Linked DNA regions of Sus scrofa: regions 2, 3 and 4 are each linked to region 1. Evidence: chromatin contacts called from public targeted proximity ligation data. All regions are on one chromosome and are shown on one strand. The core of a region is the stretch at or near the end of the contact, and the rest is flanking DNA. Distances in the headings are between cores, read along the strand shown.

The links.
Region 2: a targeted proximity ligation map of skeletal muscle shows a contact between it and region 1. A contact is called at or near these places in 8 of 47 Hi-C or Micro-C datasets (blood, brain, embryonic fibroblasts and 3 more) and 1 of 2 datasets of targeted methods (skeletal muscle).
Region 3: a targeted proximity ligation map of skeletal muscle shows a contact between it and region 1. A contact is called at or near these places in 2 of 47 Hi-C or Micro-C datasets (liver and skeletal muscle) and 1 of 2 datasets of targeted methods (skeletal muscle).
Region 4: a contact with region 1 is called in a targeted proximity ligation map of skeletal muscle. A contact is called at or near these places in 4 of 47 Hi-C or Micro-C datasets (psoas muscle, retroperitoneal adipose tissue, skeletal muscle and 1 more) and 2 of 2 datasets of targeted methods (alveolar macrophages and skeletal muscle).

What each region holds. Positions count from the first base shown.
Region 1 is chr3:96,968,040-96,975,771 of Sscrofa11.1, forward strand. THADA (thyroid adenoma-associated protein) reads left to right here. Exons shown (of 40, transcript XM_021088406.1): 28 at 3,942-4,033. Among named protein-coding and RNA genes, the nearest start is that of THADA, 100 kb to the left of the region's middle.
Region 2 is chr3:97,174,463-97,182,194 of Sscrofa11.1, forward strand. The region is part of intron 38 of THADA (thyroid adenoma-associated protein); the gene reads left to right. Among named protein-coding and RNA genes, the nearest start is that of ZFP36L2, 22 kb to the right of the region's middle.
Region 3 is chr3:97,148,191-97,155,922 of Sscrofa11.1, forward strand. It overlaps THADA (thyroid adenoma-associated protein), which reads left to right. Exons shown (of 40, transcript XM_021088406.1): 37 at 1-30; 38 at 3,397-3,528. Among named protein-coding and RNA genes, the nearest start is that of ZFP36L2, 48 kb to the right of the region's middle.
Region 4 is chr3:97,101,832-97,109,563 of Sscrofa11.1, forward strand. The region is part of intron 32 of THADA (thyroid adenoma-associated protein); the gene reads left to right. Among named protein-coding and RNA genes, the nearest start is that of ZFP36L2, 95 kb to the right of the region's middle.

The sequences.
Region 1 (7,732 bases), core at 3,757-6,256:
CAAGTTCAGCAAGGTTGCAAGACACAAGATCAATATATAAAAATCAGTTGTGTTTCTGTATAGTACCAATGAATAATCAAAAATGAAATTAAGAAAACAGTTCTGTTTATAATAGCATCAAAAAGAATAAAATATTTAGTAATAAATGTAACAAAAGAAGGGCAAGATTTGTTGCCCTTATTTGTTTTTAATGAAACTTAAAAACCATTGCTGAAAGAAACTAAAGAAGTTCTAAATAAATGGAAAGATATTCCATCTTCATGTACTGGAAGACTTAATATTGTTAAAATGGAAATACTCCCCAAATTGATCTACAGATTCACTACAGTCTTGGTTAAAATCTCACTTTGCAGAAACTGACAAGGCTATTCTAAAATTCAGAAAACAAAGCAAGAGACTCAGAATAGCCAAAATAATCTTGAAAAAGAACAGGATTGGAAGACTCACACGTCCAAATGTTAAGACTTATAACAAAGCAACAGTGATGAAGACATTGTGGTAATGCCATAAGGATAGACTTATGTAAATCAACAGAATAGAATTGAGTCCAGAAATAAAACCTAACTTTTAGTAAAAAAAAAAAAAAAGGTGCTGATATAGTTCAGTGGGGGAAAGAATAGTCTGTTGAACAAATGGTATTGGGACAACTGAGTATCTACATACAAAGGAAAGAATTTGCTTCCTGTCTTACACCATATTCAGAAATTAACTCAAAATGGATCAAAGTCCTAAATGTAAGAATCAGAGTGATAAAACCTTTAGAAGAAAACATATGTGTAAATTTTTGTGTCCTTGGATTAGAAATGGTTTCTTAGATATGACACATAAAGCACAAGCAACAAAAGAAAAATGATGGATAAATTAAACTTGATCAAAATTTAAAATGTCTTTTCAAAGGATAGCATCAAGAAAATGAAAAGACATCTGACAGAATGGGAGAAAATCTTTGCAAATCATATATCTGATAATCATATATTTGACTGGTATCCAGGATACCAATGATAAAAAGACAACCCAATTTAAAAATGGACATTGAATTGAATATATTCCTCCAAAAAAAGATGAAAGTGGCCAATTAGCACATGAAAAGATGCTTAACATTATTCATAATCAGGAAAACATAAGTCAAAACCACACTGAGATACCATATTGTATCCATTGGGATAGCTGTAATAAAAAAAGATGGGCAATAACAATTACTGGGAGGATTTGGAGAATTGGTGAAAATGAAACTCACAAACTGCTGGTAAGGATGTAATAGGTACTGCCATTTTGGCAATTTCTCAAAAGGTTATAACATAGATTTCCCGTGTGATCCAGTAGTACCACTTCTTGGCATATGCCCTAGAAAAGTGAAAACTTGTTAACACAAAAATTTGTATGTGAATGTCCAGAGCATCATTATCCGTAGTAGTTAAAAAGTAGAAATAACCGAGTGTTCATCAGATGATGAGTAAATTTTTTAATATGGTATATCCACACAATGGAATACTCTTCAACCATAAAAAAGAATAGCATTCAACATGGGTGAACCTTGAGAATGAAAGCCAGATGAAAGAAACCAACATAAAAGGCTGCCTCTCACATAACCTCATGAATATGAAATGTCCATAACAGGCAGTTCCACAGAGACAAAGTAGATTAGTGCTCACCTAGTGCAAGAGGATGGGAATAACTGTTAATGTGTACGGGTTTTCATTTTGGAGTCATGAAAATATTCTGGAATTAGATAGTGGTGATAGTTTCCTACTTTGTGGATATAGTAAAAACTTCTAAATAATGTCCTTTCTGATGGTGAATTTTATGGCATATGAATTATATCTCAATAAAAGGAAAATTAATTTTTCAAAAATTTTTTAAAAGTTTATCAGTTGGTCGCCTTTGGAGGTTGCTATAGCATGAACGCATTATTCTGCAAACTGGTAAATTCGTGGAAATAATCTGTACTAACAGAATGACCAAATAGCTCATGAGGGAAAGCCTTTTATTTTAGAGGTAGTTTTTCTGAAAAGTATAACTAATTAATGGTAGACTATCACTCTTTTGCTATACCACTGGTATAGGTAATGATGATCATAGGCTCCTAATCAGTGAACTTGATGAATGGATTAGGCTGCTTATCTATCTGATCCATCTTAACATTATTAAAAGACATTATGTGTCTCCTGCCTGCAGGAGAATCAAATAAGGGAGTGTTCTTTCTGGGGGCACCCATTCATTTTGTCAAGCAGTTCTTTACAGTTCTGATAAAGTGCGCCTTAGTGGACATCCTCTTTCATCTCCAGTTTTAACTTTATTGCTTCTGGCAGTCTGTCAGAAAGTTTGGTTTACGGCAATGTGTTTTGATTTTTCTTTTCTTTTTATGGTTTTTGTGTGTGTGTGCAATTCCTAAGAGGCGACAGGGTCCTGTATGACTCTACCAAGTCATCTTAAACCTAAGAAGTCTTTGGGAACCAAGTCAATAGAGGAGAGAGATAATGAAGACCTGAGCTTGGACAGATGTTGATAGAGTAACAGGACAGAGCAATTCATTTGCAGATATTGGGCAGGGCATACAGTAGAGACTTCATTGATGTTTGTTAATTGTTGAGTGGACATAAGTGAACTGGTCCAGTTTTAGGTTTCATTGCAGTTATGCTATGAATTGCGCCAGTGTATCTATGCTCCAATTCTAGAGTTACCATGCACGAACTGAGTCAGTCAGTGCTTCTGGAGGAGAGGTTGCAAGCTGGTGGCTGAAAGGTCAAATCTGGCCTACAACTGTGTTTTATTTGGCCTCCACCACAGTTTTTTTTTCCTTCTTCTTCTTCTTCCTTTAATTTGTTGCCAGCATTAAAAATAGATTTCACATAAAAATTGGGGTTTCTGGCTTCTTTTGAAAAAGCAGAAGATCTGGCAGCACTGGGCTTACATTCCCTCTGGGCAACAACTTCAGCTGCAGCTGAATAGCGACTGCATTAGACCCAGTTCTCTGCTGCTTTTGTCTCACTCACTGGCCCTTGTGGGCATTTGAGTTTGTGATCCTTTCAGCAGTAGTTTCGGGAAGCTATGGTCTCCATCCTACATTGTTGCTTTTAATTACCTTTCTTCTTATGTTGCTGTTTAACACACCATATGATGCCCATCTAATTAGGCATAAGCTCTGTGTTAGCAGTAAGTGTGTGTCTTCTATTTCTGGATGTTCTCTGTGGTGCTGGTATAGGGCCTTACACATTGTGGGGAAGTCAATACATGTTTATACCTGTCTACGCTGATTTGGCAAGGTAATTGAGGAAGCCCAGTATGCATTCAGGACATTTTTATGATACAGGAAAGCATCCTGACACATTGATTTGGAAATAGATGTGATTCATGCTTATTAATGATGGTTCTTTCTTCTTATTTTTATGAACCAGTTATCTCAGATAATCTTAGGGTTTAAAATTACATTATTAGGTTACTGGCATTGTGCGGGTAGTAGCATTTTAGATACGATATTAAATATTTTTCTGGCCATGTTAATAATGTGGGTTCTTTGAGTTAGGTCTTATATTTTCTCATAGGCAGATGACTACAGAAAATAGATGGAGAGAGCTGAGCTTTTTACTGGGGTATTATTCATCATCAGAAATGTTGTGGAAAAATTAACTTTTTTTTAAAGTGTTATTCGATGATATAAGCACAAAGAAATAAAACAGTTGGTGGTAATATTAGAAGTATGAAAAAAGCTGTGTTGTGTGGATGTGGTTAGACTATAGAGCTCAGTTTGAGAGGAAGTCATAGAGGGAATTACTACAAAGTTAGTGAAAATTGTCTTATTTTATGAATAGAGACCATATCTCCTTTAGCCCTCCACTAGGAAATTGGGTAATGATTTTGAATATCTAGTTTTAACATTGTAAATGTTGGTGTTATGCCATGAATATGTCTTAACCTTTATTGTATATACATTTTTACATTAGGTGAGAAATTCATCCACGCTTCTCTTCAGTACCTTGATCACAAGGATATTTGGAGTTAAAAAGGGAAAGGATGAACTTTCCAAAAAAAATAGGTAAGCTTCATCTAATGCTAACTTCCCTTTTTACAAAATATTGTCGTGGCCAAAAATAATTTTTGGAATTTCACTTACTTTTATAGATTCCTCTAGAGTATATAACTATAAAAACACTATAGTAAATTAATCTATGCTGCCAAGTTCTAAACCCTTGGGTAAAAATATCTACTGTTTAAATAAGTGGACCTTTCAGAGCAACAAAAATATAGCAAGGTAGCAAGGACTTGAAATGTAGAGCTCGTTTCCCAGTGCAACAGCTAAAGTTTTGTTGATTTGCATCTTCTTCGAGTATTCCCGAGATGTCTTAAATTGCTTTTTCTTGATATGTCATCAAGTACTGGCTCGTGCCATATTGTTGCTTTTATAGTAACTGGAAGTTTAAATGTTTATGATGTGCTCATCAGAACACGCCCCAGATTACATTGCATTAAGCTCTCACCAAGGTGAGCAGTTGCAAATGTTGGCCACACGGGATAAACAGTGCTTGTTTACTTTTAGGTCTTTGTTGTGTTTGTTCCCTAAGAGGTTTTTCTGTTAAGGTTTTTTTTTTTAAATGTCTGGAAAAAAACTTACTGAAACACTTTGATTATGAGGAATTTTTAGATACAATGCATAAGTTCTGTTTGGTGGTTTTTAAAGAGAAGCTTTGAATAGTTTCTTTAGTACTTAGGCTGGTTTTAATGGTAGTCTAGTGGCTTGCATGAGTTAACACTAGATGTCACTGTCGCTGCATGCTTAATTACTTTTAACTTCAGGATCTGATTTGGCCCAGTGGTCTTCCTCTGGATGAACTAGAGATAAATCAAGCTCCATTCCTCTCCTACCTAAAAAAGTGGATGATCGCACTTTTAATTTCAGTTTTAATCTGTTGTTTATTAAAATATGTATTCTTGGCAGTTCCTGTTGTGGTTCAGCAGTAATGAATCCAACCGATAACCATGAAGATGCTGGTTTGATCCTTGGCCTCACTTAGTGGGTTAAGGATCTGGCATTGCCATGAGCTGTGGTGGAGGTCACAGACGCAGCTTGGATCTGGCATGGCTGTGGCTGTGGTGTAAGCCAGCAGTCGCAGCTCTGATTCAACCCCTACCCTGGGATCTTCCATGCGCCACATTTGCAGCCCTAAAAAGCATATATATATATATATATATATATTCTTATGATGGAACTAGGTCTTAGGAATTAGAAAATATCATGAAATAATTTTGTAATACACTATAAGTAATTCTGGTGAAACCTTCTGGTAGTTCTGAATTGTCATTTAAATTGCTACATATCACCCTATAAAATTCAATAAATATTTAAATGGAAAGCAGTTGGCTATAAATGTGTGAATCCCTTGAGTATATTAAGGAAAGGCTAGAGAAGTTTTTTTTTTTTTCAGCTGAGTTGTATTTTTCATAACGATCACATTATTCCTTTGAAAGGATGATTAGTAAAAAGATGATTTTTACTATTTAGCTGATTCCTAAATAAATTCTTCCTGTCACTAGGTTGAAATCGCTGATATGTGTTTCTTTTTAGGTTTGTTTATTTTGTTAATAATTCAGTTGTGCTAAGGTTTAAAACAGTTTGGTCATATTATAATGTAAGGCCATGATAAGTAGTGTAAATAAAATACGGTATGAGGTTTATCAAGCAAGTGAAATTGATGTTTAAAGCTGAATTCAAAAAATGAAGAAATGCTTTTTTTCTCTTTTACTTTTTATGAAGAGAATGATTCTTGGATGTGTATACAAGTTTTACTATGTACAGGAGAAAATGATCAGATTCATTTTGCATAGGTTACATCTGAAACAGGGTGGAAGAGTAGCACATAAAAGCACATAGTCCTAGTCTCTTTGCCACAGCATGCTTATGGCAACCCCATTATAACTTCATTCCTCTCAAATAAGGAAGGTTACAAAATATATAGCTTTCCTAGAAAGAGGGAAATGGAATAGTCACGTAATTGTTTTGAGTAAAAGCTAAAAAGTGAAATGAAGGCATTAAGAAGTTAATTTTTTAATGTGATGAGCATCTTTGGTAAGAGTTTTTATTTCAGTAATCTGAAGGTTGGTATATCTCATTACATAGACAATGCTTTTATTCTCTGTTTAATCCTTAAAGGGTATATTTCTTGGCAGCATCCACTGGATTTGCTTTGCGAAACTTTGAGTGTCTTACACTTGCCATTATTTGTTATGGTTCTTTTAGCTGTAGTTTATTTAATTATGCCACTTTTGGTCAAAATGTTTATATACCTGTCCCCTACAATATTAACTCCCTGAGGGTGGAGCCTTTTCCTTCTAGTCTGTGTATATATGGTGGGCACTGTAAGAATGCTAGTGATAATGATGCCTTGTTGACTGGTTCCTCAACCACTGAATAACTAAACTCAGCTGATGACACCGCCTAGGTCAGTGGAGTCTACGTTCACAGCCACAGATGGTTCTGCACACAGTCTTGCAAATATGTGCTCTTGATCAGAAGGGAACTAGACATAAAAAGAACATCTGCCTTTCCCATCTAGTGGGGGAGAAAAAGGTCTATCTTGGAGTAAACAGACTTGGTTTCTAAGCATTTTGCTGCCCCTGGAGATGACCTTAATAGACTCCCTTATCCGCTCTGCTCTTCAATTTCTCCATCTATAGAACAGGAATAATAAGATCTGTTCTGTACTAAGAGGGCTATAGGGAGGATAAAACAAAGTTTTAACAGTTCATTTTCCTGAAAAATATTGGAAGTCCTGTGCCATTAGAGATACATAGTTTGCTTTTTCTGTTACCACTTCTAGTATTTTACCCATCCCATTGTCTTACAGTTACACTGTGCTTTTGGAGTACTGGGTCAGTATCTTATCCTTTCTTTTTTACACCTGGTGCCTAGCATAGTGTCTGGCATGTAATGGGCAAACAGAATACTTGCTTAATGAAGAAGCAAATTTTGTTACTAGAGGAGGAGAGATAAGAACTCTGGTTTCTGTTTTGTTGCCATATAGCCACAATAACCAGCTGAGACAAGTTAACCTCTCTGGCTTTGGCTTTCTCCTCTAAGAGACTTGGACTATCCTTGAGGTCTTATATTTCTATAAAATACTAAGCGAAGGCTTTCTGTAATTGTTACTAGAATTGTGAGTTTGGTAAACTGCTATTTTCCCAGTGCCTAGAACAGTGCCTGCTTGGTAGTAGAGACAAGAAGTTCCCTTTTCACATATAAAGAAAGGAGCAGGGGTTCTGCACCCCTACTTAAAAGTGCGTACGGTACACTCATAGTGATTGAACTCTAGAGTGCATTAGTCTTGTTCCAGATGTGTCTTTGGGATTATGAAGAATGAGAAAACATACATTTCACTTGTTTGTTTTCAATAATGTTATTACATTGTCTTTTCCTAAAGCTCCTCTCCTTTTTTTTTTTTTTTTTTTCCCCTGACTGGCTTGGTATGACAGAATGAATAATGGATCCTTTGTAGGGTCAGAAGCTGCATAGCTCTGTGATCTGAGGAGTGTGCTGGGCTTCCCTAGATAGCCTTCCTCTGCAGTGGGAGTGGGCGCACCTTGCGCACCTTGCTAGTTCCTCTTTCCTTTCAGATGGGAGCTAAACCAATGTGATCTTTCACTCTAGATCTTTCCCATCAGCCCCAGTCTAGTCCAGCCCCTGCTTATAGACAGATTTTGTTCTAGTCCCAGGTAAGCGACAGGTAACAGTATATAGATA
Region 2 (7,732 bases), core at 3,244-5,743, 210 kb after region 1:
CCCCTCTCTCCTCTTTGGGATGATCACCTGACTCTTCCCCAGCCTCCAACAGACAGTGAAGGGCATGGCTGGGGCTAATTGCTAGGGTTCCCCCCTGGCCTTCTGCTTCCATTCTCTGCCTCTCCCAGTGGGAGCTGACACTTGAAGGAAACCATTCTGGCTCCCTCCCCGGTACAAGTGGGCTCTGGACATTCTCTGTACCCCCTCTGCATTAGAACCCCTGGTTTCTACCTGCTGCCCTGAGACTCTGATTTCTTCTCACTCATTCTCCCCCTGCCTTTCTTTCTCCATCCCCGTTGTCTGCCCACCCACGGAGGAGCTGCTTCCCCATCAGGGAAGGAGCCCTTTGACGGGCAGTGCTGACTTGAGAGCGAGCAGGGATCTGGGCATCGCAGAGCCACCTCCCTCCTGAACTAGTTGGCCCTCTTCTCTTGGCCTCAGTGTTGTCATCTGTACAGTGGGGATGATCACCCGTCTCACCTGCCTCGCAGCTGCATTAAAATATCAACGAAAACAGGAGTTCCTGTCATGGCACAGTGGTTAGGAACCATGAGGAACCATGAGGTTTCGGATTCGATCCCTGGCCTTGCTCAGTGGGTTAAGGATCTGGCGTGGCCATGAGCTGTGGTGTAGGTTGCAGACGCGGCTCGGATCTGGCGTTGCTGTGGCTGTGGCGTAGACTGGTGGCTACGGCTCCAATTAGACCCCTAGCCTGGGAACCTCCATATGCTGCAGGAGCAGCCCTGGAAAAAAGCAAAAAAAAAAAGAAAGAAAGAAACTTGCTCTTTGTCATAGAGTCCTTTTCATGCCCCCGGCTTAGAGAACCTTCCCGCTTGGTCTTACAGGCCTCTTTTAACTCCTTCTACAGGAGATCCATGAACAGCTGGGTGTTCTGCCCCATCTCTCTTTTCTGGCAGGGAGAACCCGAAGGAGGCTGAAGGAGTAGCTCTGTCCTCCTTGACATCCCAGCCTATGTTTCCGTAGAAGGGAGTGTGGCCTCTGCCAAAAGCTTGGCCTCACAGTTCGTGACCGAGTTGAGGTATCGTCTTCACTTTGCGGGGGAGGCAGCTACCTGAGTTTGAGGTCAGCACAGGCCAGATGGCTGGAGCTACCCAAAGACTCCTGGGCCGGATCGCTCAGCTTTCATGGGAATAAGACGGCAAAGCCTCCCCCAGCTGGAAGCCAGATCCTGAGGGTGGGGGGGTGCGGGGCAAGATCTCAGGCTTCCCAGAACGCGTGGGAAGCGGAAGATTCGAGGCCACAGCATTCCGACTCTGATACTTGGACAGAGCTGGTCGGTCCCCTTGGTTACAGCCGTGCGGGGCCTGGGCGCCACGGTTACCCTGCTCACCTTGCAGGGCTGTTCACGTCCTCACCTTCGAAGCCGCCCCACCTCTGGGGAAACAATGAAAATCAGCCACACCCGTGGAAATTCATGTCGGGGAGAGAAGGCAGGGGCAGATCAAAGCCTCTGTAACCCAAGAATTCCTCAGCAGCTCGGAGTCCCTTAATAATTATGGTTTGGAGATTTGCCAGAAAGCAAAACCACTTACATGCCATGTTTAACAATGAACAGTTTTCTGTGTTCAGAATAGTCGCTGTGCAGAGCAAATAGGCACCTTGAACAAAGGGTAGGATATTTATATTTGTATATAAAATAACCCGCACTACCTTAAACCAAAGCGTGTCTGCAGGGAAGAATGTGGCACTTCCCTCTGTACTGGTACCTGTTTTATGAGTAAATTGGAGAGTGTAGCCTGCCTCCATCCCCACCTTCGTGCATTAAAAACAAAAGCATTTGTTTAATCCAGCATTTTCCAGACTTATTTAATAGATTCCCCCCCCCACTTTGGTTGGTTTTTGGAGTTTAGAGTTTTCTGTTTTAAGTATCTACGAACATTGACCAGCTATAATGGAAAAAAATAAAAATCGTTAAAATAGATAATCCACTAGCACCTACTGTATAGCAGAGGGACCTCTACTTAATATTTTGTAACAACTTGTAAGGGAAGAGAATCTTAGAGTATGTTATCACTTATATGCATAAAGCATATATGTTATGTACCCAAAAAAGTATCTGTCAACATTCCCAGCATCTCAAGGGAAACTTTTTGGGAAATGATGGCCAAAGAGGATAGGAAGCAGGGATTTAGTGAGAAGATGGGTGATGAAGAGGGTTGCTGGAACCCAGGGCTGTACAACAATTTGGTGAACCCGCTCCTTGGACCCTGTTTCTCTGTGTCATTGTTTGTTCAGTTCATCATTTATTCAACAAACATTTGTTATTGGGGGAAATGGGAGACGAATGGCTTCTTGGAGGACAGCTCATTAGAACTGAAGCTTAAAGGTTAGATATAATTTGAGTGAGAGAAGACGGCAACGATGGGGAGCATTCCAGAAAGACAGGGTTGGCCAGGTGTGAGGCATGTGCAGGAAAGGAATAAATTAGTAGGCAAGTCTTCATACGCACAGAGGATGAGGTGAAAGGAAGCTGGGATGCAGCAGAGGAGCTTTGGATCAAGCAAGACTCTTTCTCTGATCCAACCTGCTCCAGCACTGGGTGGAGGGAGCATATTGGCTCCCATGACTGAGAGTTCTGGGGTCAGGGCTGGCTTCAGATGTGGCATGATGCAAGGGCTCAGACAGTGTCCCAAGGACCTGGTTTCTTGCCATGTTCTTCCTCTGTCCTTAGGTTGGTTCTGTTTTCAGATAAGCTCTCACTCCCCTGGAAGTTCTAAGATGCAGCAGCTGCTCTAGCCTTTGCATCTTGGTTTATTCGAGGCCTGTGTCACTCAAATCTCTTTTAAAGGCTTTTTTTAATGACTGTAGTTGGGTTCCAGGCCCATCCCGGAACTAATCTCTGAGGCAAGGATGATGATGATGCCCTGAGTGGCTTAGACCTGGGGTAGGTGCTCATGCTTGGGGCGGGGGGCAGGATAACCACACCCAAACCACATGGGCCAAAATTGTGGAAGGGCTGATTCTCCAGGAGAAGACTGGGGCACAGCCATCCAGAGAAGGCAAATGGAAGCTAAGCCCACAAAAACAGCAGATGTCCACGGAAACTGGGAGAGCCACGGCAGTGAATCTGGATATCATTTGCACCAGAAAACCAGTAAAAACTTTTGAACAAATAAGTAACATGATCAGAGCTATACATTAAGATTAATTCAGCTACAGTTTAATAGCTGCCATGTGCTTGGCACATGGTAGGGGATCAGTAACTATATATTGAAAGAGGGAGATAAATGGATGGATTAGGGGTGGGGAGAGAGAGAAATTAAAGGTAAGGGAGCATTTGTAGAAGACTCTGGTAATAGTTTGGGAGAGGAGCTAGCCAAGGAAGTAACCAAGCCCCATCAAGAAGACCAAGAGGTTCCATTGTCATGAACTCACCTAAGGAAAAATGAGCAAGGACAGAGTTGGTCAGCCATGCCGCTCACCATCAAAAGATCTGGTCAAAGAGAATAAGGATGGAGGAAATGTCCTAAGTGAGAGTTGAGAGAGAAGGTCCAGTAGTGGGAAGGTCAGAAGCCAGCTTCAAGGAGTTTAAAAGTAAGGAGGAGGCCACTCTGTAACAGTCATCAATCTTCTTATCCGGCCCCCTTCAAACTCAGCAAAAAAATGCTCCTTCATGTCCATGAATCCTTTGTGCAGCAGCTCATTCCATCCCCAGGACCTTCCTCCAGCCACGGCGCCCTTTTCTCCCATATGTCTGCAGGCTCTCCTCCTCCCTCTCCAGGCTCTCTCTCCTGTCCTAACACTGCGTTTCCCAGACCCTGCTCTGCTTTCAAGCTAATGTTTCAAAAGAATCATTAGAGACGTTTTCAAGTGGGGGAGGACAGAAGTTTGAGCTTATGCTGAATGTCTTTTGTAGAAAACAAGATTATCTGGAAGAATGAGTGGTTAAGGGAGTAAAGATATAGGGACAGGGAGAAGGTTGGGACAGTTTATACAGCGGTTCAGTTAGGAGGCACCACCCTGTAGGTCCAGAATATTTTCATCACCCTCCAAAAAAATCCCGTATCCATGAAGCAGCCACTCCCTAGTCTCCCCTCCCTTTCCAGTCCCTTGCAGCCACCAATCTGCTTTCAGAGTCTCTGAATTTTCATAGTAGGGACTTCAAAGAGATGGTTGAGTGGGAAGGCGAGGGGATCGTGTAGAGGTAGAAGGCGTTTGCTGATCGGCCTGAGTCAGAGATGAAGCAAAGAAGGAACAGCCTCTACTGGAAAGGGAGGAGTATGGCAGCTTCTGCCAGGACCAGAAAGCTAGGGAAAGGATGAAAAACATGGAGAGTGTGCTCACAGTAGAGCAGATTTGGATTAAGAGCACTTTTCCTAGTAGCTTTTAAGGAAACCCATTCCCCGAGCCTTGGGGCGCGTCTGAATAAAGCATGAGGATAGGGAGGAAATGAGAGGAGGTTTTATAGGCGATTCCTGAGAGAGCCCATAGCAGGGGGCTCTGTTCCCTCCCCTTGATTGTAAAATGTGTGACCTGAGACAAGGTGGCTCAGGACTGTGTGCTGGTCACCAGAGCTGAACACGGCTCCCTGACAGCCTTCCCACCTCCCCGGGGGTCCCCAGTTCTGCGTGCATTTCCCAAATCAGTGCTGCTGGGCATTGTGACAGATAGAGGGTCCTGGGATTCGGGTTTGGGGGCTTCTGTTTTTAGAGAACAGACAAATAGCTTTTAAGGGGAAGGAAACAGGACACCAGCGAGCTTCGTGTCTGTGTTCTCTTCCAAGAGTGCTGCTCCGTAATGTAATTGTATTCAGACATTTTTTTTGCATGACATCAGGGAATAGCCTCCCTTAAAAGCTTTCATGAAAAAGCACAACTATAAAACAGACTCAGGCAATGAAATGGAAACCAGACGAGTGGGTCTGTGTAATTCGGGTAAAGAGATTTCTCCTTATGGCTTTGTGATCCGATCTCTGCTCTCTGCATAAAAGTCTATTTCACAGGATCCACTTACATATGAGTCTTACCTTGCAGGTGCTTCTAGACATAAAATGTCTTGCTTTCTTAGCAAACGTGATGAGGTGTAGGAAAACAAGGGTTCCCTCCGCAGTGGCTGTTCAGACCACCCTCCTCTGCCTGCCCCCTTTCCAGCCCTCTGAGTCTAAACCTCTGTCCTTGGGTGAGCCAACCAGCAGCAGGGAGGGAGGGCTGGCCCCTCTTCGCCTCTTTCGAGCCCTATGTACCCCTCCATCTGTCCACCCCTCCCACCCCTGCTCAGGGCTAGTCTTTGGGACATGTGTCCGGGGGAGCAATACTCACTGAGGAGCCCTTTTCTTAACCCCACCCCCTTTAATTTAAAGACACAAGGGTATAAAATTGAATTTCCCACCATCCTCTATTCTTGGCACACCCTCTGGCTCCGTCCCCAAGGAGATCTTTTCTTTCTGTATTTTTTTTTTATTAAGGTGAAATTCACGTAACATGCAATTAACCATTTTAAAGTATACCACACGGTGGCATTTGGTAATTCATAATATTGTGCAACCATCACCACCCTGTAGGTCCAGAATATTTTCATCACCCTCCAAAAAAATCCCGTATCCATGAAGCAGTCACTCCCTATTCTCCCCTCCCTTCCTAGTCCCTTGCAGCCACCAATCTGCTTTCTGAGTCTCTGAATTTCTCTATGTTGGCTATTTCATAGAAATGGAATCATATAATGTATGACCCTTCCTGCCTGGCTCTTTTCACTAGGCAGAGTGTTTATAAGCGTCATCCATATTGTAGCATGTAGCAGTGCTTCATTTATTTTTATGCTCAAGTAATAATGTGTAGTATGGATGTACCATATTTTGTTTATCCTTCATCCAGTGATGGATACTTGGGTTGTTTCCGCCTTTTGGCTACTGTGAATAACGCTGCTGTGAACATTCATGCACAAGCGGTTGTTTGAGTACTTATTTTCAGTTCTTCTAGATGTATACCTAGGGCTAGAGTTGCTGGATTATATGGCAGTTCTGTGTTTAACTTTGAGAAACTGGCGGTCCTTTCTTGACGGAGTCTCCTAGGTCTGCTCTGACGAGGAATAACAGGGGTGGACCACCCCTTCCTCACCCTCTAAGACACATTGACCTCATCCTGCTAGATCTAGAGAGAAACTGAAGGAATAAGCCAGAGGAAGCAGGAGTCTTTCTGGAAATGAAGAAGTCACCAAAGAGGTACTGAAAAGGCTGGACTCAGGCAAGGCAAGAACTTAGTAAGATAGGGACTCAACAGCCTGGAGTGAAGGAAGATGGGAAGCTAATACCTGCATGGCTGGTATGGCCCATGCACTCGTGATGGGGCATGAAAAAGGAGGGCCAGGAACTTACTTATTCCCGTAACTATGGGGGCAGGGGAGCCAGGCAGAATGAACCCTTCTGCTAAGGAGTTAAGACACTCTGGCTTCAAGGAGCCACTGAAAAGCTTTTTTTTTTTGGCCTCAGCAGCGTGCGGTACTTGATGTGGGATCTCGGTTCTCAGACCAGGGATTGAACCTGAGCCATAGCAGCGAACGTGCTAAATCCCAAGCACTAGACCACCAGGGAACTCTCACTGGAGACCTTTAAAACAAAGGGTTAGAAAGATTGCCCGGACCACAGGGTAGAGGAGGGATGGCTTGGAGACAATGAAGACAAGACTGGAAGCAAGGAGGCAGGTTGGAAGGTTGCCCTTGTTCCAAAGGAGGACGTGTGAGGGTGAACCTCAGAGCGGGGGTGGACAGGTGCAGTTGTCAGGACAGGTGACTGTGGATACAGAGGTGAGGACCAGAGGCGGGATGCCAGGGACAAGAAAGGAACTCTGAGGACGAAATTTAGAGGAGACTCGCTTCCTTTCTGTCCCTTCAAGCCCACAGAAATCTCAAAACGAGTTCAGTGTATTTTGGCCTCACCATTTTGACCTGGAGGACATGGCAACTCATGTAAATACAGATTTTTAATCTGAATTATACTAACATTGATCAGTTTTCATCAAGAAATTATTTTCTGGAGTTCCTGTCTTGGCGCAGCAGAAACGAATCCAACTAGGAACCATGAGGTTGCGGATTCCATCCATGGCCTCAATCAGCAGGTTAAGGATCCAGCGTTGCCATGAGCTGTGGTGTAGGTCGCAGACGCGGCTCGGATCTGCCGTTGCTGTGGCTGTGGCATAGGCCGGCAGCTACAGCTCCGATTCGACCCCTAGCCTGGGAACCTCCATATGCCACGGGAGCGGCTCAAGAAAAGGCAAAAAGACAAAAAAAAAAAAAAAAAAGGCAAAAGACAAAAAAAAAACCAATAAATTATTTTTCACCGTAACTCTATCAGACCAATTTAATTCCTTCATCCATTTTCCACATAGAAAAGTTAAAATTTTCTAATGTTCTGCCTTATTTTCTTAAGTTTTAATTCTTTTACCTATAAACTTAACAATGAAGATTTACTTTTTGGTCAATAATTTTACTCAATACGAGTTTTACCATAGCTGGTTTTAGATTTTGTCAGTTTTGGTTTGGAAGGGGTTTGGGGGCCGCTGGAGTGACAACGCCAGATCCTTAACCCACAGTGCCACAGAAGAACTCCAGGGGTTGCGTTTATTTGTTTGTGTTTGGATATTTATTTCCACCAGGTCACATTTCCCCTCCAGTTGTTATTGTTATTATTTGCAGTTTTCAGTGTCACAAAAAGACATCTTTGGCCAGTTGTCATAAATTTTATCATGTGCTATTCAGCCATCGTCAGTCTAGTTTTATG
Region 3 (7,732 bases), core at 1,856-4,355, 180 kb after region 1:
TTTTCCTCACCAACCCCCGGCCCATCCTCGGTAAGTGCGTGGAGAAGGGGCGGGGAGGCGGACGGTCCAACTCACCAAACGCGCTGCCAGCGTGAATAGATGCTCTAGGTTAGGAAAGGAGGCTAAAAGACGGTGGTGTGCCCTGTACTGTTACCTCTTTCACTTTTCATGGATATTCACACACTTAGTTCCTACTCAAATCACTTTTCACCACCAACCTCCTAACTGGCCTCTTTTCTTTCAGTCTTGTCCCCTAAGCGCTCCTTCCTCCTTGTGCTTCCAAAAAACTTCCGTGGTCTTTCTGAAATACAGGTCTGAACATTTCCCTCCACTGCTTAAAGCCTTCGAGTGGGTGCCTCTTGCCTTCAGGATAAATCTAAAGGCTCTTTAGCGTGGCTCATGAGGCCCTTCGTCTTCTGTGCCCTGCCCACCTCTCCCTCCTCATCAGCCACCACTCCCCATGCGTCATCAGTGGGGAACAGTTCTCTAAACAAACTGCTGCTTGACTGACTTTTGTTTGTCTTTCAAGACTCAGTCTAACCATCACCTCTTCCAGGAAGCCTGTTGCAGTGAGAAATGAATGGGTCAGTGTGAAGCATGGCCTTGAGGAGGAAGAAAGGCCAGGCTGAAAGGCATTTAGGAAGTAGAATCAACAGGACTTGGTGTTGAGGCTAATATAAAGGGAACATTCAAGGATGGCTTCCTGGCTCTGGCTTAAATTTAAGACTGGAAAGTCTGCTGGTTCCTTTCACTGAAATTAGTTCGAAGTTAAGGCATCTTTGGAAAATAAAGGTAGAGATATTTGGAAATCAAAGAGATATACAGGTCTAATCATATTCTCCACCTTCATGTCTCTTTCCTCACTGCCACCCAATGAGCATCACATCAGTGGTGTTCGAGAAAACCAAGCTTTAGGAAGTCTGAAGGAATTGAAAAAGCATAGGGATTATTGTTTTGTTTTAACTTAAAAACATTTTTTTTAATTATAGGGTTTTGTTTTAAACATAGGGTTAAATAAAAGGGAAACCCAAGACCCAAGCCCTGGCCTTGGCCTCTGCTGCCGTCTTACCCTTGTATTACCGGGCAGGGATTCTCTTCTATCCAGTACTGGAAGGCTCTTTTTACTCTCTTCCGTTTCCAGCCCAGGAGAATAAACCGTGGTCCCTGCATCTGGGGAGCTTTCAGTGTAGTTGTGGAGAAGGGATTTACATAAGAAAGGAAATAATTGCTTTTTTAGATGGTGAGATTCAAATTCTGAGTGTTATCAAGAGTTCAGACCAATCAAGCATCTCGTGTCCCTGGATCCCTCTGAAACAAAGTTGTCTTTGGTATCCTCTTCGATCTTTCTTCTAAGTGACTTTTAGGCATTTTTTTCACATCCAATGGAGGACTGGAAGGGGACCTGTTACAATTGTGATATAATCATTGGACCCATAGGAATAAGAGCAAAGGTTGATCAACTTCAGTGAAGTTGGGAGTTCCTCTCATGGCGCAGCGGAAACGAATCCGACTAGGAACCGTAAGGCTTCGGGTTTGATCCCTGGCCTCACTCAGTGGGTTAAGGATCTGGCATTGCCAGGAGCTGTGGTGTAGGTCACAGACACGACTCAGTTCCTGCATTGCTGTGGCTGTGGTGTAGGCTGGCCGCTCTAGCTCCAATTCGACCCCTAGCCTGGGAACCTCCATATGCCGCGGGTGTGACCCTAAAAAGCAAAAAAAAAAAAAAAAAAAAAACCACCAAACTTGGGTGAAGCTTCTTCGGGGAGGATAATATCAGTCTGCAGCACATTTTCTGGGTGACTTGGGCTGCTCCATCCCCGGCTCACATTGGGCAGACGTGTGTGGAGTAACGTGCAGTTCCTGAGTGAAACTGAGTCCTGAGCAGAAGCCATCGGTTCATCCTGAATTGCTGGAGCTGGTTAGAGCATTACAAGCAGTGAGGAGGAGGTCAGAGCTGGCGGATGGCCATCAAGAACCTGAAAAATAGGTGTGGGACTGAGAGACAGAGGGCAGAGAATTACATGGGGACAAGTCAAGGACAGACCAAAGTCATTTAAGGGGGAAGAAGAAAAGTTGAAATGGACTAAGGGGGACAAGTTGAGGATCATAGGGGTCTAAGAAAATATTAAGAAAGGAAACTTTGGGAGTTCCTGTCGTGGCACAGTGGTTAACAAATCCGACTAGGAACCATGAAGTTGTGGGTTCGACCCCTGGCCTTGTTCAGTGGGTTAAGGATCCAGCGTTGCCGTGAGCTGTGGTGTAGGTCGCAGACGCAGCTCGGATCCCGTGTTGCTGTGGCTCTGGTGTAGGCCGGTGGCTACAGCTCTGATTCGACCCCTAACCTGGAAACCTCCATATGCCGCGGGAGCAGCCTTAGAAAAGACAAAAAGAAAAAAGAAAGGAAACTTTGAAACCCTAGAGATCGAGTAGAATGAATAGATTCTGAAAGACGGAGTAAAAATTAAAGCCAAATTTATAACAGACAGGAGAGCACAAACCCCAGCAGGAGCCAGGCTGTTCTTAGTATGACTGGAGCGTTGGTGGCTGTTATCGGTTCTCTGTGGATGGATGAGGGAGCAGGGAGGCTCAGGAGGGTTCTCAGGATGGGCTCAGTTCCTCTTCAGAAGACGAGGGTTGATGCGTGATGGTCTTCCATGACGACCCACCCACCCGCCCCAGAGACAGCCCGTGTCCTTTCTTGAACCCTGCCCCCTCCCTCCCCTCACCCGGTCTGCCTCTGGGGTCCTTCCCGTGGTGGGTCCCAGCCCTGCCTGCTCCTTGCCTCGTGTTCTCGCCTTGATGTCCCCCTCATTTGCTCAGGGGCAGACTCTATTCCTCTTCCGCGGTCCCCAGCAGCACCAAACACAGGGACTCGGCAGGCTCCTGCCCCGGGTAACATCGGTCAGATCGTGGACCCCATGTAGACGTGGCCCAGGCCAGTGCCTTTATTGTGGTTCTTGGCTTTTTTTTTAGTTCCTGTCCCCCCAAAGCAAAATCTTGATTGAAACTTTGCTTTCAGAATTTATAAGCTCACACAGCCACTCAAATCAACACTGGGCTGGTTTCCCAGAGCACTCTTGATGCATAAAGTTTCATTCCTGAGAAGCATGAGTCATTGTGGACAGCTGGGCCTTAGTCAGCCAGGCCATACCTTCTAGGCAGCCTTGCCTAAGTCTGGTTGCCTCCAGAAGCCTTTCGACTCAAAAGGGTGTTTCCAAACCTTCCCCCTTGGGGCCCCTCTCTTCCAGCATGTGTCTAACTCTCAGGTCTCCCTTTCTTGCAATGCCCACCAAAAAAGGAGTAACTGTTGCTCATTAAATACTGGATTTGAAGCAGTGTTTATACCCGCTTGTAAATCACATCCTAGGTGATTCGGATTCTTTTGGGCCTTCTTAGGACTGCAGGATACACTTGCCCTCTGGAGATGTGTCCTCACCCTCCTGCAGAGTGAGGAGCAAGTCATCCGAGATGCAGCCACGGAAACCGTGATGACCGCCGTGTCCCAGGAAAACACCTGCCTGTCAACAGGTACCTCGTTTTCATCCTTTGATGCCTTGTTGCTCTTGGACAGAGATTGGCACACGTTTTCTGTAAAGGGCCAGGGAGTGAACATTTTAGGCTTCGTTGGCCACTTGGTCTGTTCCAACTCTGCCATTTTAATGGGAAAGCAGCCATAAACAGGAGGTAAACAAGCAGACCTGACAGTGTTCCCCTAAAACTTTATTTACAAAAGCAGGCGGCTATCCAGATTTGACCTGCTAGCCAATGTCCAACCCCTGTTCTAGATTTTCATAGAGAAAAATTGCTTTCAAATGTAAAACTCTCATAAGTTGTGCCATTTGTTAGTTACATTGCCATCCTTTTCAAATAAGGCCGAGTCTTGATTATCTGTGTGGCTACACAATGCAGGAGTCATAGATCCATCGTTTTGTTCCCCTGCGAGTTTCTACACGTGACAGAAACAGTTGAGTATAAGTCAAGTTTCTCCTTTGTGCCTTGGCCCCTCGTTCGTGGCAATGTTAACCCAGGAGGCGAGTGGAAAGAGGAGCAGCCCAGCGGGGGTGTCCTGAGCTCAGAGCCACTCAGCCCGTGATGTGAGCCGTTACAGCCCTGGGCCTCAGTTATGTGTATGTGGTGGCAAAGGGTGAAGGAGACAAAGGCACCTCCTGGCTGCAAGTGGAAAATGGGCTGCTGTAGGGAGCGGGGTCAGTGGAGCAGAAGCAAGGTCACACCTCTGGACAAGTGGCCATCTGGGAGGGTGACGTGCATTCCCTGCACTTGGGGCCAGGTGTCACCAAAGATCTCCGGGTCAGCCATCCCCCAGACAAGTCAGAGCACCATTTTTGTTTGATTGGTTGGTTTTTTTGGTTTTTTGCTTTTTAGGGCCACACCTATGGTATATGGAGGTTCCCAGGCTAGGGGTCTAATTAGACCTACAGCCACCAGCCTATGCAACAGCCACAGCAACACCAAATCAGAGCCTACACCACAGCTCACGGCAACACTGAATCCTCAACCCACTGACCGAGGCCAGGGGTTGAACCTGCAACCTCATGATTCCTAGTCGGATTCGTTTCTGCTGCACCACGATGGGAACTCCAAGAACACCATTTTGAGACAGGCAGTCACAGGCTGAGCTAAGAAGTCCACCCGAATGGACAGCAGAAGGGGCAGGGAAGAGCCAGACAGTGTCTGTAACTGACTCAGTGCCTCTTTTACCCATGGCTGGGGCCGTGGGCCTGCAAGGTCCTGGAATGTGTGAGCTTCCCTGTACCTGCGTCCTCTGCTGCCATGGACTGGGTACATTTCTCTGCATGTATGTGGGGGAGGCTGGTTTCAATAATCTCCCAGGGATGCTGCCCCAGAACAGGTGTAGCCAGGGTCAGCTTTGCCTCTCAGCAGGAAAGCATTCAGATTGGCGCTGCGAGTGGTGGACAGGCAGCCTCCTCCCCACCCTGTCCCAGGCTGTCAGAGCGCCTCAGACCTGAGGTTCTGCCATGAGTGATTCATCCCTTTTTTCAGTTGTGTATTTTCCTTGGAAGGACGCACAGAGCACCCAGCAAGTGCTCAGTATGCATTTGGTGGAATATAACACTAGATTTCTACTGGGACCTCTACCAAAGGCAAGAAAGATCATTTCATGGTGGAATTCATAAGTGGACTTCTTCCCTGCTAAACTTTAGTTTTTACCTACTACTTTTATTTCACTTTTTTTGTCTTTTTTTTTTTTTTTTTTGGTCTTTTTGGGCTGCACTCACAGCATATGGAGGTTCCCAGGCTAGGGGCCTAATTGGACTTACAGCCACCAGCCTACACCAGAGCCACAGCAACGCCAGATCCAAGCTGCATCTGCGACCTACACCACAGTTCACGGCAATGCTGGATCCTTAACCCACTGAGCCAGGCCAGGGATCGAACCTGCAACCTCATGATTCCTAGTCAGATTCTTTTCCGCTGTGCCACGACAGGAACTCCCTACTACTTTTATTTCTTTCAGAATTTTTCCAAGTTCATTTATAGTAAAGAACATTACCATGTTCTCCCTCCTCCTGGTTTGAATTTTTTCTTAAGAAATAGAAATCAAAGGAGTTCCCATTGTGGCACAGCGGAAGCAAATCCAGCTAGGAACCATGAGGCTGCAGGTTCGATCCCTGGCCTCGCTCAGTGGGTTAAGGATCCGGCATTGCTATTAGCTGTGGTGTAGGTCACAGACTCAGCTCAGATCTGGTGTTGCTGTGGCTGTGGTATAGGCTGGCAGCTGTAGCTCCAATTAGACCCCTAGCCTGGGTCTCCATATGCCGTGGGTTTGGTCCTAAAAAGCAAAAAGAAAAGAAAGAAGTAGAAATCAAAGAGTTCCCTAATGGCTCAGCCAGTTAAGGATCTGGCATTGTCACTGCTGAGGCTCTGGTTGCTGATTTAGCTAGAGTTTGATCCCTGGCCTGAGAACTTCCATGTGCCATGGGCACAGCCATAAAAGGAAGGAAGGGAGAGAGGAAGGAAGGAAGATCAGAATTGAGTGCCTTTTGTGTGTAAAATTCCATGAGTGAAAGCCTCAGGGCATAATTGATGTAAAAGCTTACTTGTCTATCTTTCTATTCCCCACCTTGGTCTGCAAAAGATTTGAAGTGTGAGAAAGACAAGAATTCTGTAATAGCTAAATGTATTCTGTTACCTTGGACCAGATCCTGTACTGGAGGGGTGAAAAGCCATACAGGAAATTATTAGAATAGCTGACAACATTGAAATGTTGTTTGTAGATTAAAATCAATATGAAATTTCCTGAATTTGATAACTAAACTGTGGTTTTGTAAGAGAATATTTTTATTCTTAGGAAATACTCAACTGAAATATGAAGGGGGAAAGAGCCACAGTGCCTGTAATTTACTCTCAAATGGTTCAGAAAAAAAATAAAACTATATGCGCATATAAATAGTAAACATGGGGAGTTCCCCTCATGGCTTAGCAGAAACAAAACCAACAAGTATCCATGAGGACACAGGTTCGATCCCTGGCCCCACTCAGTGGGTTAAGAATCCAGCATTGCCATGAGCTGTGGTGTAGGTTGCAGGCTTGGCCAGATCCACATTGCTGTGGCTGTGGTGTAGGCTGGGGGCTACAGCTCCAATTCAACCCCTACCCTGGGAACCTCCATATGCCGCGGGTGCAGCCCTAAAAAGACAAAATAAATAAATAAATAGTAAACACAGACGTTCCCTGGTGGCTCATCAGGTTAAGGATCCGGCAAAGCCATTGCTATGACTCAGGTCACGCCTGTGGTGCAGGTTCAATTCCTGGCCCAGACACTTCTGCATGCCGTGAGCACAGCCAAAAAAAATAGTGAACACAGGTCGTTGCTATACTTGCCTCTTTTCTGTATGTTTAAAATTATTTCAAAAGAAAGTGTTTTTTAAAACATCCAATTCCGCAAAAAGAAGACTAACACAGTAGATGGTGATAGACCACCTGGCTGGTTTATCCTCTCCCCTCTCCCCAGTGTGATTCCTTTCCCCGAAATTATATGAAACCATTCCTGCACTCCCCCCACTTTATAACTCATTCTGAGTGAATTTTTGCATAGAAAAATCAAAGTCAAGCCAGACTCCTAAAATTCAAAGATCTCAGCAGCCTGGCGTCACTTTGTGGGGACACTCGTTCAGCACGTCCCCGTGTGTTCTCTGTTCCTTCTGATAGCAACAGAGAACCTCCGTAATGCAATGTCATTGACTTAAGCAAAAAATACACATCTTTCCGCTTTAGACTGAAAAGCAGCTGAGAACTGAGCGTCACCCCTGATTTTTCGCTTTAGTCAGACAAGTTTAGCAGCTGATTCATCAGAACAATAGTGTCTTGTTTTGACTTCTCTCAAGGACACCACGCAGCTGATGGTGAGTCTTCACATTCCTTGAGCGCATAGGGCTTTTGTAACATACCCCACTAATGGTTTGCTCTTTGGTGTTCCAAGTTCATTATGACTACTGAGTCTTGCATACCTTGAAAATACGTGTCATTAATTTTGCCCCCAAGTCAGTGGTTTAATAAGTGCTGCAGTACAATGATATTATTAAATTATGTTCATATTCAATGTCTTCTTTGAGAAGGTTAAATATTGTTAAATTAATTCTTACTTTTCCCCTTCAGAAAGAAATTAAACATGAGGACACCTTGCCTCTGAGATCTAATCCTATAAACGAGGTCTAGATGGGAAAAGAAAGAGCTTTGCACTCATACTAAT
Region 4 (7,732 bases), core at 2,035-4,534, 130 kb after region 1:
CATGCTTCTCTTCGGGCTCTTTCTGCTGGACCACATGGCCTCCATCTATCCAGTGTTGGCATATCTGGACTTGGAATGGTGGTAACTTAACAAGACTCCTGCAGTAGTCTGGGCTGGGGCCTGAGATCCTGCTTTTCTGATAAGCTCCACGGTGATTCTGGCACGGCTGGTTCTGAGAGACAGTACCTATTTTGAGGGCCAAGGATCAGAGAATCAGCCACTGTGATCATCCAGCCCCCCTCTTTGAATATTCCCATCCTCCGCCCTCATTCTCAGGCTGGTGGCTGGAGCTTGGAGCCGTAGGAGGGGGCTGAGGCTCTCGATGGGGTCAGTCTAGAATTCTTTGCCGTCCACCTGGGATGACCTGCACTGAGAGACCGCGTGGCCCCAGAGCTCGCGATGGGGCGTCCACACTCCCTTGTCCGGGCAGCCATCCCAGTGGCCTCGGTGCCTGGGGTAGGACCCAGACTTTGTTGGCATGCGGCGAATATTTATCATTTTGAAAAATAACAGTCTGATATTCTGGTGAGAAAAACAGGCTCTCAGAAATACAAGAACAGGTCCCAGGGTGACTTAGGAAAGGAACTTCGGGAAGTACATTTTTGAATAAAACAGTGCCGATGTGGGGAAGAGGTGATGGCAGAAGCTTATGTTTGTTGAAGACCTAGCTCTCTGCGCTTGACCTCAGGATTTCTGACCCCGAGTTAGTTCTCATGTGCAAAAAGCATCACCTGTATGACCCATCCCCCTCCCTGTCCAGCTTCCCTCTCAGTCTCCTGACCCCCTCACCCTTGTCTCTCTTGTGCTTGTCCACCTCCCTACCCCTTAAACTCCCAAGTCACTTTAGCATCTCCTCCCCCGTCCACCCCCTTTTCCAGACTCTCCTCTGCCTTCCCCCCATTTTCTCTAATTCTTAATGGGTCCCCACTCAGCTGAGGTGGCATGCTTCTTGAAGGCCTGGGATTTAAATGTGTAAGGAAAATATGCTTATGGGGACAAAGCTAGGGCTGGCTTTTGTGTGGCAATGCCAGTTCTGCCCCCCACCCCCCGGTGGGGGGTGGTCTGCGGCCAGCTGCAGAAGTCCTGGCTTAGGGTTCTGTTTTGCTTTACAGCTGAAGACAGCAGTTATTTTCTAACCACCAGATTTATTCACACGAGAGACTACACTTCCCAGGCAGAAATCCTGGGATTTAGGTCTGATTCCACTTTCCCACTGTCCCTTGGCCCTTCCCAAATCCCTCGTGCCTTCTGGACCGGTCCCCTCACCGAGGAAGAGATCCTTCTTTCAGAAGTCCTCAGAGGGGCCTCGGCCCTTTGCCACAGCTACACTCCCATGCACAGTTTCACTCCCATGCTGCTGGAATGAATCCAGTCGAGATGGGTTGTTAAAATATTCAGATGATCATGTGGCATGTTAAGGCTATCATTTGTGGTCCCTGCCAAAACTTTAAGGGAAGCAAGTCTTAACAGGGGTGGTTACTTACATAGCAAGTTTCCAGGCATTGCTGGGGGTTGGGTTTGCTTTTGGTTTGTTTCCTCTCTCCTCTTTCTTTTTTTAAAATAAAAGGCTTCCCAGTACTCCCCTACCCCCTTTTTAATTGCTTTTCTTTCAAACCCCAGATTTTTGGGGGGGAGGGAGATTCCCATCAGGACCCCTCTTTAATCCCCCAGCTCAGCCTATTCAAAGTCTCTTTGAGCCTCACGCATATTTGAACGATGAGAGAAATGAAGTTGGTGTATTTTAGACCCAAGCTTGTTGACATTTGTTCGCTTCCCTTTCAGACTTCTCAGGAATGTTCAAGGTCATGATATCTCAAGAGGAGATCCTGTTTGTATTTTTCGAAAACAGAGAGAAACATTAAGTTTGCACATTTCAACCCAAAGCAATGGACAAGGTGCAAAACAGTTTCTTCATTAGATATTCCTTTTAAAGGAATAAGCTGTTTAAGAAATGAAACTTGAGACTATATGAGGCATTTCTTGTTGACAGGCTGAGCTTATGGAAACCAGTTAGGTAAAAGCAGTCAGAAGTGATCAGTATACTAAACTGAACCTTTGTACAAGTTGCCCGAGATCAAAGCTTCTTCATATTGCCGTGAGCAATAAAAATAGTTCCTTTATGCAACTGCACATCAAGGGTTCAGCACCCAACTTTCTACTTTTTAAATATAGAAATCTTCAGACCTAACCTAGGAGTAGTAATTAGTTTGATAAAGGGCTCAGAAATAGCCATTTTGCTCCATTTGTGGCTGTTGGCTTCTTGGAATATTGCTGTTGGAAGATTTGGGCGGTGTTGTCGTTGCCCGGCTCCCAAGAGATGCAGGCTTTAAATGGCCTCAACACATTTTTATGATATTATGTAAAACTCTAACATAGGGATGGTGGTGGTGGTTGTTGTTGTCATTGTCATCCTTAGCATGTGATATATTCCATCTTTAGGGTAAATCAACACCATGATTACCTTTACTGAGCCATATTCCCAATGAATCTAAGCCAATTCATATTTGCAAATGGTACAGAGCAGTGTCTTAGGCACAGTGGGGCATATAGAGATGAAAGATATTGTCCCCATTTCAAAAACCTAGTGACTAAGGCAGGTATGGATTTAATTAACTAAACAAGTGAGAATTTGGTAAATGCTGGAATAGGGTCCAAGTGGATGACAGGAGGCAGTTAGTGGGAGTTGGAATGCCAAGGAAGTCTTCCAAGAGAAGGGAGAAGTCTCTAAAGGCGAGGCGAGATGTAGTTGTTTAGATGAGATTCATCTTCATAGATCGGAGAATGAGTGAGGTTACACTCGTATAGAGCCCGTGTTGGTAAGTAAGTTGTGACGGTCTCATTGCCCAAGTACAAAGGAAGGAATCTCAGTACCTCAGTACCGCGCTCAGCATTGCAGGGACCACTTTAGGCATATTTAATGACGTCTCTTGTCAGAGTTTGGTTAAGAGCCAGTCCAGTTGACAAGACATAGCCATGTGACGCTGACAATGACATTCATATAGAATTCGAATTCTGTAGTACACACAACAAGCACAAGAGTTCACAGAAGAATGTGGCCCGGGATAGCCAGGCAGGGCTTTCTAGGGGAGCTAGGTATTTGAGCTGCCTCTTGGACCCTGGATGTGATTTGGAAACCCCAAAAGTGGCAGGAAAAGAGCAGGTCACCCTGGAGCAGCCGCACCCTGTGGGGAATGCAGGTGCTGTGTTGTGGGACAGAAGACACGGTGTGTTCGGAGAGCAGTGCAAGATTTGGTGAGAGACCAGTTGTGGCAGGCCTTAAATGTCAGCTAGAGGAATTTGAATCTATCCCAAGAGTCGAGAGGAAGTCAGTAAGCTCAGGCTTACACGGCTAAGGAGGCTGCTGTCTCCATGCTCATGAGATACACTGAGGAGGGTGTTAAATCTTCCAGCCTCTCTCAATGGTCAACAGACGTTCCAGCCCCTCCTGGAGGTTAACAGAAGCTCTCTAGTAGCAATCCCCTGGCCGTGTCTGGCCCTTGGAAGCCCTTCTAGCCTGCCTGGGCAGCTAGTGATAGGAATAGAGATGCCGCTTGTGTGCATTTCAGACTAGGTGGCTCTCATCTGCTCAGTGTTGCTAAGAGGACTGTAGCACCACAAGTTTATAGCAAGAAAGGGAGTTTAGAGATCACCTAATCCAGTGGAATCCTCGCTTCAAACAGAAGCTTAAGTGGAAGTTCAAGACGTTCAAGGTAATCGAGATGGCAAATACAGTGCAAGTTGAGCTGGGGGCCTCGCAGCCCACCCACATGGCTTCTCAGCCCCTGGGAGCCCCAAAAGGGACTCAGAAGAGCACCGGACTCCCTCTTCCCAAACAGGGATCTCATCCAAACCAATACCCGTAGGTGGAAAAACAGACACAAGGAGCAGGTGACTTCTTCCTACTTGACAGATGGGTCTGGCTCCGAAGGTGGCCTAAATTGGGGATGTGGAGAGCACATTTGTTTTCTGGCCTCTGGATCCACTGCAGCCTGATCATCCTCCTAGAATATGCTGCAACCCCAGGCCCTTGGGCTGTCCAAGGGCCTCTCTCAGGAGCTGCCCTCCTTGGACATGACCCACGCCCTGGACCTTCTTGCTGTCAAAAGAGAACGGTTCTGGATCCCCTTTCCGCAGAAATCCACTCTCAGCTGGCTGACTGCCAGTTGCTATGACCAAGAAATCACACGGGCATGTTACTCAGTGCTAAATGTCAAGAAGTTGATTCTTATGGGTCGTACCACTGTCGTTTACTCATGATCTTCCAGAGGCAGCTCCTTTAACCGAAGTCAGTAACTTGAGCACAGGGTTTCAAGCACCATGCACACCTGGCAGGAGCACTGCGTTAGGCCTCGCTTAGCTTCCTGCGTCTTTGTGCTCACATTGAGCTGGCTCAGCCCTGGCACTTCGTCCTCCATGGTTAGGCTTCACGCTGACCCCAGGGGGGCTTGTGGGCATGTGAGCAGGTTTTATGTCCAGGGGCCAAGGGAGCTGCTTTGAGAGAGACCCCCCAAAGCCTCGTCGCCCTCCTCCCCCTCGGCTGTCAGTGATGCCCAGGCTTCCTCAGCCATTGGACTGGGCTGCAGGCCTCTGGAGGTAGCTTCTCACACACACTCAGGACCTTATTCCCTGCTTGAGCCGGAAGAGGCCCTCCCCGGTCCAGAGGCCCTGTGTTCCCAGGTGACCACAGGCAGGGCCACTTGGAGAGGCACTGGGTAAACGGAAAAGCCTCTAGGTGTGAACGCACCTCCCTGGGGTCGAGGGGAGGCAGGGTCACTCAAAGGTGGCAGGTCTGGGTTCTGGCCCCTGCTTAGTACTAACTAGTGATGTGTGGACCTTAAGTTCTTTGGGTCTCGGTTTTTATCCGTAAAGTTGGAAGCTCTAAAATGTGAAATAGATGAGGGTGGGGAAAGACACGGTGAGCAATGGGTGTGTGAGTTCAAAAGAGCTAAGCAAATAGAGGGAGTGTTTATTGTCAGATACTTGAGTCGGCCGTGCCGACGGGCCCCTAGGTTGGCCCTCACAGAAACAGCTATGCTTGGAGCCTTGCTCTCCACCAGACTGGCCCCCAGGACACAACACCAGAGCTTGCGGCTGCAAACCCAGATACTCTCCTTGATCGCCGTTGCGTCATACTTTTCATCCGATTGTGTTGGGAACACATAGACACAGTTTGTCTAGAAAACCTTGACTCCCTTCTTGGTTTTTGCCCTGATCTTGGGTAGGTCACCTGAGCGATGCCAGCTACTCTGTTGATTTCTAAAAATGGGAATAGTGGTGCCTGTTTTTCTTCTCTCTTAAGAATCTTACAAAGCAAGGATACTTTTTGAAAATAAAACTTTTATTACTACAATGGATCATTGCCAGGACTCATTTCCAAGTGCATGCGTTGCTGCACTCACATCAGCACAATTCTGTTGTCGGTGCCGTTGGAAGTTCTCACCTGTGATCTACATGCAGACCTCTCACGCAGCTTCTAGAAGTTTCCATTCACCTCACTTATGTACCCTTTTTAAAAGAATTCTAGGGAGGTGAGGTCTGAAAAGAAAGGAGACTTCTGTTAGCGTTTTATATAATAACTGAAGCTATATATCCGCCAAGCCCCAAACTGTACAATAAAAGTTTTCTTGGATACTACTTTTCTCCCATAATTCCTAGCACATTGCTTATTAAGTTATTAACCAGCAATTTCTCTGGCAGCATATTAAACTTTACTTTTAAACAAGTCACAGAGGGGGGGAAACATGCATCTCTCATAAAAGGAATAAAAAACATACACCCTCTAAAACAGTTTCTTCAGGCTTTGAACAAACCCCAAGCCCCACACAAGGTCTCTTTTTCCTCATTCTCTACACATAACTTGAGTGTTAGTACATCAATGAGAAAAAGATGCCTAATAGAAAGAGGGAAAAATATGAGGGCCTCTGGGGGTGTGGGAGGCTCCCTTGGGGGAGCCTCTGAAAAGGCAAGTGAGCCTTCAGGGAGGGAAAGGCAAAGCCTTGGTACTGAGCTTACAGACTTCCTCTAGAGCAGCGCACCCCCAGGGAAGCAGAGGCGGCTGTGGCCTCGACCTTGACCTAAGAAGGGCCTCAGGGCCTTGGGCAGACTGCCTGGACCTTTGCTGAGTGCCTACCCAGAACCCTGGTAAAGTGGTAAAGGCCCTTTGTCTTCACACACTCCATCCCCCGGGAACAAAAGCTGTCTTCCCAAGGGCGGCCCCAAGTGCTCTGTAGCGCGTGGCTGGGACGTTTGGTCCCTTTCTGGACAGACTCACAGCTCATGGTGTCTTGCTGTGTGCATGACGTCTTGGTAAGGACTCCCTGCAACCTGGTCAACCACCAGCGAAGGGCACGAAGATGGCTTCACTTTAAAAGGAAAATCCGAGCAGAGGGCTGCAGGGCAGCTTATACGTGTGGGTGTGAGTATAAACACTTGCAAAGCTCCAGACCAAGAAAGGCTGGATGGAAGTTGGAACATACCCTAAAAATGCAGCTCTGCCGGCACCCGCCTCCCCTCCCGCGGTGGCGGGCAAGGTAAACGAGCAGTCCCGGCTCGCCAGCCAGGCCCTGCATGCTGCTGCCAGCTGGCCTCGGGTGTAGATCTGGACTCTAGATGTTACCACGGGGGAAAATAACTTGTTTAAAAATATATATTCTGCAATTCATGACCGTTTGGCATCTCGGTTTAAACAGATCCCCTATTGTTTCTCTGAGAATGCCATATGATGGTTGCTTGGCTGGGGGCTGTGGTAAAAATGGAAATCAGAGGGGAGAGGGGGTTCTTTTTTATTTAATTTACACTTCCACATTTATATGACTTCATGTGGCCTGCATCAAAGGAGTACCTCCTGGCTCCTAACCACAGCAGCTCTTCCTTTTATAACCAAACATAAGGAGAGGCAGCGTCTGGTCGGCCGACCGCTCCTCTTGCAGAGTCTCCAACTGCCAGGGACGACAGAGGGGGCCCGCGGGAGCTCTGGGGGACCAGAGGAAGGTCAAGGCAGCAGCCCGTCAAGTCAGCTGTTCAGACTGTCCTCAGCGGCTCTTCTCTGATGGTTAGTCAGGGCCGGTTTCCTAGAGGGCAGGCTTTGAAGTGTGTTTTAAATACAGGACACTGTGTGGCTGGACATGTGTCAGGCAGGGGGGCCCCCCCGCCCCGCACTTATTATTCTTTTCTTCTCCCCACCCCAGCCCTGCCTCTCACCTGCCTTCTCTCCCATATTCCGCATCTTTGTTTCCTCTCTGCTTTTCTTCTGTCCAGCCTATTTCGGGGCTGGTGGCGGTCCCCAGGCTGATGCTTCATTAACTGACTGCTGACGCCATGGTGAGGGGCTGCCAGTGCTTCATACTCACTGCGCTGGAGAACAGAAGCCGCCTGAGTTGCAGTGAGCCCGTGGGAGCCCTGCTTAGAGGAGGAGCCCTTGGTGGGCTGTGCTGGGCCCAGCCCCTGCCAGGACCCAAGAGCCAAAGTCATCCTAAGCTGTCAAGCTTGTCTCCTGTACCTGTTTGAGTTTCTGGCCGGTGGCAGGCATGTTCCCACCGTTGTATCTTTGCTCCAGTGAACTCTCCTGCCTGGAGTTCCTTCTTTCCATGCACCATCAGTTCCTTCCCCATCTCCAGACCCCTCCTCCGTGATATTCGCTCAGATCGTTTTGTGAATGTCTTGGTTTTCTCCATGTATACCCCCAACACCGCCACACACACACACACACACACACGACCTAAGCTCTTCAAGG